2 separate regions of the Sus scrofa genome follow, and region 2 is linked to region 1. Evidence: chromatin contacts called from public promoter capture Hi-C data. All regions are on one chromosome and are shown on one strand. Each heading gives the region's core, a stretch centred on a gene start, on an enhancer-like site or on the middle of the called end of the contact. The rest is flanking DNA. Distances are from core to core; before and after follow the strand shown. Region 1 holds the start of HP1BP3 (heterochromatin protein 1-binding protein 3). Region 2 holds the start of USP48 (ubiquitin carboxyl-terminal hydrolase 48).

What was found. Promoter capture Hi-C pulls out the DNA fragments that hold promoters and counts their contacts.
Region 2: a promoter capture Hi-C map of liver shows a contact between it and region 1, with 2.2 times the contacts expected there. The contact joins the promoter of USP48 here to the promoter of HP1BP3 in region 1. A contact is called at or near these places in 1 of 5 promoter capture datasets (liver) and 1 of 2 datasets of contacts at active chromatin or transcription factors (alveolar macrophages).

Annotation. Positions count from the first base shown.
Region 1 is chr6:79,006,243-79,011,320 of Sscrofa11.1, reverse strand. It overlaps HP1BP3 (heterochromatin protein 1-binding protein 3), which reads left to right and starts at 3,400. Exons shown (of 12, transcript XM_021097635.1): 1 at 3,400-3,544.
Region 2 is chr6:79,808,133-79,813,367 of Sscrofa11.1, reverse strand. USP48 (ubiquitin carboxyl-terminal hydrolase 48) reads left to right here and starts at 3,127. Exons shown (of 27, transcript XM_021097702.1): 1 at 3,127-3,488. The coding sequence starts at 3,355.

The DNA of each region.
Region 1 (5,078 bases), core at 2,151-4,650:
ATCAATATGTTAACATGAGGTGGACTATGAGTAAAATAGTTTGATGTATCTTTCAATGCTCAGCCTCATGCTGCATTGTCAAAACTCTGGTCTGGAATATTCTCAGAATCTGCAATTTCTTCAGCTTCTATCCTTATGCCTAAATCTCCAAAGTCACATATTTTGCTTTTCTACACAAAACAATACCTTTTAGCTTAACAGACTTAAGCATCACTTAGCTTTAAATTTGAGGAATAGTTAAAAACTGATCACATTGACCATAGGCCAGGATGTCTGCAAAGCAAGCTATATGCTAAAGTTTCAACAAGGACTTGGCTTCTAAAAGAAATGGATGTTTTTGGTTGAAAACGAGATGATACAATTGCATTTTGGGAATTTCCTAACACTTGCTTTTCTAGTTCACAAAACCCTACATTTCCTCAAGTTTCTGGGTCTCCTGAGCCATTTATCTTCTAACCTGGGCGGCCCTGGGCAGAACTGTGCAGTCATGACAGATGACAGCATAATTATTCCTCTTCTGTCTCCTGGAAGCTCCTCCTCTAGTCAGACACGCAGAATTCTTACTCTTCTGATCTGTAACTGTCAAATGGAGAGCTTTTGATTCTCAGCTACAGAGGTTGAAACAATTAATTCATGGGAGTTCCTATTGTGCCTCAGCGGGTTAATAACCCAACTGGCATCCATATGCCACAGGTGCGGCCCTAAAAAGCAAAAAAATAAATAAGTAAAACAGTGAATTCTCAACTATCAATTTGAGGCCAGTATTTCAGTTCTCCTTGCTACTATCACTTTGAAAGTGCTATAGAAGAGAGTGAAGCTTAAAAGGAATGAATGTTGGAACTTCAAGGACTTTGATATCAGTGTGAGAAGTCTCCGGGCAAGAGGGTTTTACTAGTGCTGTGACCATAACTCCATACACTCTATAAGATCTGTCCTGCTCCTAAACACACAAAGGTATGTGTTCCCTCCAGTGAAGAACATCAAACAGCCTCACTGCTTAAGTAAAGGGTATAAAACTCATCATGTAACTGTTTTTAACAAACGCAACTGAATGATGTATACTATACAACCAGTATAGCTCAAAGAAAGCCAAGTGAGAAAAACTATAAAACCATACCCCCAAGGAGTCTTAACGCAGATTCAGCTAAGTATAAAAATCAAAACTGATGACATATTACATTTAGCAGAGGTAAAATGCCTAAGCACTAAAACACGCACAATAAAAATTTCAAATCCCTTTGTAAGTGAAAAACAGCTTCAGACTTGAGCGGTAGATTTAGTGCATGGAGTGGGGGCACGTGCAAGCCTCCATGTGCACCCTCTTGAAAAATAATTTTGTTTCAGGGTTTTCCCTCAGGTGTATATATTGCAAACAACAGAGTAAGGTTTGTGTTTGTGTGTTTTTTAAAATAAAAAATCTGTGGAGAGGAGAAATCTAGTTTTCTCTTACCTGTGTGTCAACTTCTTGCATGAGATGGGGCTACAGACATTTGAGGGAAAAAGAGGAAAGATAGGATGTTTTAAGTATTTGAATACATAAACATGGAAGAGTCTTTACAAAGGGAGATTGGACTTCCTACTGTGTGGCACAACGGAATCAGCAGCATCTCTGCAGCGCCAGGATGCAGGTTCAATCCCTGGCACCTACAGTGGGTTAAAAGATCCTGTACTCACAGCTGCAGTGTAGGTAGAAAACTGCTGGCTCATGGGAGTCCCGCAGCAGAGATGAATCCAACTGAGGTTGCAGGTTCGATCCCTGACCTCGCTCAGTGGTTTAAGGATCCGGTGTTGCTGTGAGCTGTGGTGTGGGTCACAAATGCAGCTCAGATGCTGTGGATGTGGTGTAGGCTGAGAGCTGTAGCTCCCATTCGACCCTTAGCCTGGGAACTCTATATACTGCGGGTGTAACCCTAGAAAGTACACACACATAAAAATCTGGGCTCAGGAGTTCCCGTCGTGGTGCAGTGGTTAACAAATCTGACTAGGAACGATGAGGTTGCGGGTTCGATCCCTGCCCTTGCTCAGTGGGTTAACAATCCAGCATTGCCATGTAGGTCGCAGACATGGCTCGGATCCTGCGTTGTTGTGGCTCTGGCATAGGCTGGTGGCTACAGCTCCGATTCAACCCCTAGCCTGGGAACCTCCATATGCCATGGGAGCGGCCCAAGAAAAAAGGCAAAAAGACAAAAAAAAAAAAAAGAAAGCAAATTAAAAAAAAAAAAAATCTAGGCTCAGGTCTGATCGCTGCCCAGGAACTCCATAAGCCACAGGGCAGCCAAAAAAGAGGGAAAAGGGGGGGGGGAGACAAAAGATAGAAATGTTGATAAGGAAATGAGTAGGTTGAAGAAATGGCACAAAGTAACCAAAACCCCTTGTGAACATGTTTAGCCTGACACTAGAACACCAGGGCACTGGTAATGTAATCGGGATGTTAATGATAACACCTTGTAAAGAATTGGTGGTGGTGTGGTGGTTAAATTTTTATACAGCTGATCTTGGAACAGATGGAGTAGATGGCTATACCTGGGAAGGCTGGTGAGACAGTTAATGGCAGAGCCTGAGGACTGAGCTAAATGATTTCACAAATCTTTAAAATGACAGGAACATGCATTTGAGAATTAGTCATACTACTGTGAGCCTCAAGGCAATTGTGCTTATTATTTCCCTATATTCATTACCCAAACCCTCTCTACCCCCGACAAAACACCTACTATTGGAGATACATCGAATTTTCCCAAACTGATTTTGAAAAGTTACACTTTTTAACAATACGTAGCCTAAGTACGCTGATACCAACCTAATATGACATTTCCTAGGGAATTCCGTTTTCTAATCCCAAGGTTTCCTTGTTGAGAACCCTCCCGCGTTTGCGGATTAGGGAGCCAGGGAAGACTCATGATTAGAAAATCAACTTTCACAGTTCTTTTCCTGAGCCATTACTCTGCCCTGTACTGTATGGATACTTAATGGGAACGAATGAGAGGAAATGAACTTTCCGCTGAATTCCTAATTATTCCACGGTCTTCAAAGAAGCTAAACTGAGAAGCGGGAAATGCCAACCCCTCTAACGGCAGGCAGGCGGATCGCCAAAGCCAAAGCCCAGTTAAGACCGGGGACTGAAATAGACCACAGAAGTGTAAGTGAAAAGAGTGTCCTTCCGAGGAAGCGAAACCTCACCACCCAAGCTAACGCGCGCCACTAGCACAGCGCCGGCGAAAGCTGCGCGCGGACACAGACCCCAGCCGGGTCGTCCCCGCGTCCCGGAGCGCCCTCTCGCGCCCCCGCGCGCCCGACCGGGGAGGCAAATCTCGCGCGCTCCCTTCGCTCCCGCGGGCTCGGGGCGCGGCCACCGGCGCGCGGGGGGGGCGGGGCTGGCAAAGGGGGCGCGCGCGAGCGCGCGCGCGGGGCCGCGGGCAGGGGGGCGGGGCGGCAGAGCTCGGCGGCTGGGCCTGGAGGACAGCGGCGGCGGTGGTGACGAGCGGCTACGACAGCGGCGTTGAGAAGCTGTGCGGGACGCGGGCGCCAGGAAGGGGGGAGCGCAGAGGTAACGCAGTACGGAACAGGCGGACGGGGAGTGGGCGCGGGTCGGCTAGACCCGAAGGCGAGTGGCAGAGGACGCTTGCCCGGGGCGCCGCCGCCGCTCCCTGAGCGGAGGGGGCGGGGCGCCCGCGTCCCTGGAGGTGGTGCCTTTTGTCTGCCTTCCCCGGCCGCTCCGCCCCCCCCATCCCTCCCCCCTGCGACCTAGCCCCCTGCCCCTTGAGCTGAAGCCTCCTCCGGGGCCCTCTGGCACGCGCGCTCCCGCCCTTGTTTTGTTTGGACTAGGGGAAGGTGGGGGAGCTCTTCCCTGATCGAGGGCCCTGCGTCCCAGTGCGCCTGCGCTGGCGTCCTCCCGCCCGCTCCGATTGGCTGAGAGTTTGCGCATGCTCCGGAGCCCCGCGGTGGACCCCCGACGTCCGCCCCCGCCCTCCCCTTCACCCCACTCCCTCAGCGGTTTTCCGGGCCGGTTCGAAAGATGCCGGCGGCGGTGACTGGCTGCGGCGGTCCCGCCCCCCCGGGTTCTCCGCCCCTGCCGCCGCCGCCGCCGCCATTACGGAGCTCCCAGCGGTGAGTGCGCGGGGCGTTGGTGCCCACGGTCCGCCGCTTCTTGGCTCGCGCGGGCGGGCGCTGCCCGGATCGCGGCGTGGGCCTCCCAGCGTGCCTTCCGCAGCGTGAGCCCGAGCTGTCAGCCGGTGTCCTCGGTGTCCGCCGCCGCTGAGCCCGCCCTCCTTGGCCTCGCAGTCTTCATCTTAGCTCCGCTCTCCCCCGCCTTGTGCTCGCGCAGCACACCGGCCGCTCCCTGCCTTTGTCTCTGCTGGTCTTTGCCCAGTCTCTCGGCGGTCTGGGCGCGCTGTCAGCTGTTGGCGTCCCTGAAAAGCCTTTTGCTGTTGCTGCCGCTGCCGCTGCCGCTGCTGCTGCGACGCGGGCCTAAGCTTTCGTTTTCCCGTATGGCTTTCCTAGAGCTTGTTGCTCACCGCTCCTTAGACGGTGTGGTTCTAGTTAACAAAGTCCAACTTGTGACTAGGAGCGTTTGTATAGAGATGGAGGCAGGAGTGGTCGAGTGAGAGCCCGGTTTCAGAGTTTTGATACCGAATTGACTACTGTGATGGAGAACGAGTCACAACTTTTTTGAGGGAGTGCGCTCCCCTGCACAAAGGACTGCGCAAGGTGAACCTTACCGCCCTCTCCGCATAGGCATTTTCTCTCTGTGGTTTATTATGCTTCCTGACTTTTCGTTACATTGAAAAGTGAAAATTAGTTAGAAATATACCCAGGAATTCGCCTGGAACTTTACTGACAAGCCGGCTTGTCTTAGAGTGAAGTTAGACGTGACTAGTTTAATTTTGGAAGATAGATTTGTTTCATCTGGAAAGGCATAAACCTGTTCAGAGCTTTTAAAGTTTTTATTGCTCTTTCCAAAAGTCTAGTGTAACGTGTTTCAAAGCAGAAGTAATATTTTAGAGGATATTGTTGGCTTTCTTTCTAAGCTTAATTGGAAGACTGAAGACGGCAAGTTGGAGCAAGTGTCCTGAACTCTTCTT
Region 2 (5,235 bases), core at 1,878-4,377, 800 kb before region 1:
GAGTGGGTTAAGGATCCGGCGTTGCTGTGAGCTATGGTGTAGGTTGCAGATGTGGCTCGGATCTGGCATGGCTGTGGCTCTGGTGTAGGCCGGCAGCTGTAGCTCCAACTGGACCCCCTAGCTGGGGAACCTCCACATGCCACAGGTGCAGCCCTAAAAATGAGAACAAACAAAAAAAACTATTGCAGAGTCAGTCACGCCTTCTTTTTTAACCTTCGTGCACATGAGTTCTATCCCTCTCTGAAAATGCACTTTCACTTTAATAAACCCTTAAAATATCTGCTGTTTCAATGCTTTGTTATGGTGAGACAGGGACCAAGGAAACTCGCGGTATCAGGGGTGGCTGGAAGTAGAACATGTTAAAGACCCATAAAGTGCAAAATACCTTTTGTACACTAGAAATATCAGGTAAGCAGTAGGATATATAAGTCTCATATTTTAGGAGTTCCCATCATGGTTCAGCAGAAAGAAACCTAACTGGTACACATGAGGATGCAGGTTCGATGCCTGGCCTCACTCAGTGGTTAAGGATCTGGTGTTGCCGTGAGCTGTGGTGTATGTTGGTCACAGACCTGGCTCAGATCTGGCATTGCTGTGGCTATGGCATAGGCAGCTGTCTACAGCTCCAATTCCACCCCTAGTCTGGGAATCTCCATATGCTGCAGGTGCAGACCTAAAAAGGCAAAAAAAAAAAAAAAGAAAAAAAAAGTCTTGCATTTTAGGAGCAAGGTCAGGTCTGGAAATAGTGGGATTTGGGAGTCATTAATTCACATCACTCAGGGAATAAGTGTAGTTAGAGACGAGGTTCAAGGACAACTCCAGGACCCTGAAGTTTATAGGTGAGTGATATGAGAAACCAGAGGCATTTGGTGACCTTCATGAAGGTGGTTTTGGGGGTGATAGAAGCAAGAGCCTGATTTAGAATGGGCTTAAGGGGGCTAAGAAGAAGGGAATTGGAGAAGAGTATAGACCACTCTTCACGAGTTTTGCTATAGAGCAGATAAGTGGGATGGTAGGTGGCAGGGGATGAGGGAGTTAAGAGGGTTTGTTAGACATGGGAGAAATTACAGCATATTTGAATGCTGATGAGACTGAAAAATCCGTGATGCAGGGCAATATTTCCTGCAAGACTCAGACTCGTGTCTGCTATCCCTACATAGATGTCCCTGATGTACCCCAGATGCAATGTATTAAACACTGAAATCATCATGGAGTTCTCTTGTGGTGCAGGGGTTTAAGGATCTGGTGTGGTCACTGCTGTGGCCTGGGTCACTGCTGTGAGGCAGGTTCAGTCCCTGATCTGGAAACTTTCATGTGCTGTGGGCACCGCCAGGAAAAAAAAATTGAAATAATCATCTCCCTTCTAAAGCTTTTTGTTCTTCTGTACTTTTAATCTCACTTGGTAGAAATTCTGTTTGTTTATAGGATCCCCTTGTGGCTCAGTGGGTTAAGGCCCCGGTGTTGTCACTCCAGCGGCTTGTGGCCTAGGAAGTTCTGCATACCTTGGGCATGGCCAAAAAAAAAAAAAAAATTCTATTCCTTTAATTACTCAAGTTAGAAAATTGGCATATAGCAGTGACAGCATGGAGAGTAATAGTCACAATTTCTATATGTGCTAGGTGAAGCGATGAATGACACAGGGAGCTGTAAGCACCTAGGAAAGGGCTATGACCTAGACCTGAAGGTCAAATAACAGAAAGGTAAACAGTTTGATTAGACAAACTTGAAAGATATGGAGTTTAACAATTCCCTATCTTTCAAGTTTGTCTCCACAATTCCACACCTACTACACTGCCCCATTTAGGCTTTCATTATCTCCGGCTTGTATTAGTTCTATAGTTTTCTACACTTCTGACCTTGACCTAGACTGAGGAAACCATACAAAATGTACAACTCCCATTATTTCACGTATCAGCTTTAAACCTTTCAATGAGTCCTCAGATAAAAGCAAAGCCTTGGCCATCCTTCCTCTCAAGTCTGACCTCCCTGTCTCATACCAAGAAGTTTCTCTCTTCTATCCTTTAACTTCTTGTGGTTCCCTTTGTCTGGAATGGTGCTTTTCTTCTCACCTGGGTAAACTCTATTTTATACAGGCGGGTTTAGGAGTGTTCCTCTTTGGGAAGCCTTATCCCAAGTACTCCAAACTTTACCACTCTCACCCACCCTCAAGTGCCGGACCACGTCTTATTTTCATAATTCCTTCATTGAACGTTTGTCTAGTGAATTACACACAATAAGCATCCAGTCCAAGGTTACCCAACTGGCAAGCTATTGATTCAGAAATTGGTGCTTAGACCGCCCTAGGGCTCTCATTCAAATATAAACCTCTCAAATCCTCACTCAACCAAGGCCCTTTACAATTTGCAAAACATTCTGATAAGGCTCCTCTTTATAACCTGAGGCAGGGGCCGCAAAAAAGGAAACGTCTTCAAACCCTGGAGCTAAAGAAGGAAGAAATCAGCATATGGAGATAGCGGTAAGTGAGGAGGGTCCGTCACCAGCTAGGGCGACCTTTCAGGTCAGAGAAACCCCGCCCAGGTACCAGCTGGCGTTCCGGCACAATCCTTGGCACAACAAGTCGGCTACTTCGAGGAATACAAATCCCAGCATGCCTCGCATCCAGCGAGTGGCAGCACGCAATGCACGCCGGGATACGTAGTCCAGTTGCTGCTCAGGAAAAGGCCAAACATCCCGTGACGTCAGAAGGGCCCGGGAAGGAGTCCGAAACCGTCCAGGCTCAAGTTAAATCTTCCAGAGAGTCGACTCTGGTTTCTTTCGTGACCCAAGTTTCAGACCCCACCCCCACATTCCAGCGGATCTATGGTGTGCGTTGAGTAGCCTCTCGCGTGAATCCTTCACGGTTAAAGGGAAAGTACCACCGGGCAAGAGTAGGCAGCCTTCGGTCCTCGAGGTACCGGCTTGTAAGAGTAGTGTTGCGCAGGACGCTATTCTGTACAGGGGCTGAGACACTGCAGCCACATTAGCGCTGGTGAGGATGTGGCAGAAGTCTCCAACAGTGGCTTCCCCTTCCTCCGCCTGTCAGGCCACAGGCGCGGGAGGCGCAAAGGCTACTGGGGACGCGCATGCGCCCGCCACGGCGGGGAGTACACCTCCAACGTCTGAGGGCGCGGGGGGTGTCGGGTATCCGCGGCGGTGCTTTGCGGCCGGTCGTACGGGTCGGGCGCGGGCGGGCGGCGGGCGGGCGCAGAGTCAGAGGCGCGCACAGGTGATTGACTGGCCAGCTGGCTGAGGGAGCGTCTGGTCCTCATCGCTGGCAGGTGGCGGAGCCCATTTGGGCAGCAGTGGAGGAGGCGGCGGCGGCCGGGCTCAGGAGGCACTCCTCGGGCCAAGGCCATGGCCCCGCGGCTGCAGCTGGAGAAGGCGGCCTGGCGCTGGGCGGAGACGGTGCGGCCCGAGGAGGTGTCGCAGGAGCACATCGAGACCGCCTACCGCATCTGGCTGGAGCCCTGCATCCGTGGCGTGTGCAGGTGAGGCCCGCGCAACATGCCTCGCGCCCCTTTCGCGTCGGACCTTGGACAGCCAGGCGGGGAGCAGGGGGTCGGGTTTGGGGAAGGAAAACGGCGGCTGGTGGCGTGCATGTAGCAGGCATGGGGAGAACAAGGTGAAGGCTTCCTCCTTTCCGCGGTCTGGGCGACCTGGGAAACGTAGCCTTCTCGGGCTCTGCACGAAGCCATGCAGAAAGGTTCTGCTGAAAGCCCTTCAGAAAAGGTTCTGGTTCTTATCTAGAAGATGGCGGTGGAGGTGGTTGAATGCAGAAGAGAGCTTAGCAAATGTTGGTACTTGGTATATCTTGGCCACGGCTCGGCTTTTGGTTTGTAAAACGGGAACTTCGAAGTGAGCTTCATCACTGTGTATCCTGTACTGGTGTTGACGCTCAAGGCGTGATCATCTTTATTTTTGGGTAGGGCGGCTTTAGGAAAACGTATGGTTAGCCTGAGTCATCTATACCCTTCATCCTCAGTTGACCTCCGCACTCTCGTTAATCTAGTATTTTTTAGCCTTTTTCGGGGGGGCGGGGTTGTGGCTCAACGCGGCTCTACTAAGTACAAAGTTTGAGCTGTGTTAAGTGCTGTCCTTTACTTCAACTTAGTCGTTGAACCTTGCGTTTCTTTTAGATAGAATCCTTAGCTGTTTTTCCACCTTTTAACGCGGGAACTATAGTTTTTGTTTCGGAATGTTGAATTGATTTGGCCAAGCCGGGCATGCTCAGTAGCCTTCTTGGAGCAAACATTTTGTAAAGACTTTCTGGAGTTTTTGCATTCCATGCCGGGATCTGGAAGGGAGGGAAGTCCTGGTCTCAGATTTGGAGCTTTAAGTTTAATATGGGAAGCAAAACAAGTTAGGAAGCTTCCATAAAGCAAAAGTAATTCCAGGCTCTGCGAGGCGGCTCACAAGGAGAGCAACAACAGTCAGTACTGGAATGACATAATACAAGAGCTTCAGTTTATCCACATTATTAGGTTCTAGAGTAACCAAAAAAATGAACTTCCTATTTAAGTGCTGATTATAACAGAAGTAAAGGAGTAGAAATTGGCTGAGATCGCTGTAAGGGGAACGTCATAGGTGAGCTTTGAGCTGCAGTTGCAAAGTTTACATTCTAGCAGGTTTGGCTGTGTCCTGGGCCAGGGATCGAACCCATACCACAGCAGTGACAATGCCATGGCTTAGGCCACCAGGGAACTCATACATCATATGGTTCAGGCATTTAAAATGTACAACCCAGTGTTTTTATTGCTTGTGTATTCACAGGGTTTTTTAGCCCTCACCAAAATCTAACTTTAGACTTAGCCCCCCCCCCAAAGAAGCTCTGTTCCCATTAGTTTGACGCTTGGTCCTCCCCCTGTAAACTCATCCCCCTCACCAAGCTCCAGGCATCCATGGATCTACTTTCTGCCTCTAAATTTGCCTATTCTGGATGTTTCATGTATATGAAATCATACACTATGTGAACTTTTGTGACTGGCTTCATTGACAGCATAATGTTTTCAAGGATCCACCCATGTTGTAGCATATATCAGCATGCATTTCATTAAAAAAAAATTGCCAGGAGTTCCTGTTGTGGTTCAGCGGCTCAGAACCCAACTAGTATCCATGAGGATGCAAGTTTGATCCAGGGACTTGCTCATTGGTTTAGGATCCAGTGTTGCCCCAAGCTGTGGTGTAGGCGAAGATGCCACCTGGATCCAGTGTGGCTGTGGTGCAGGCTGGCCATTG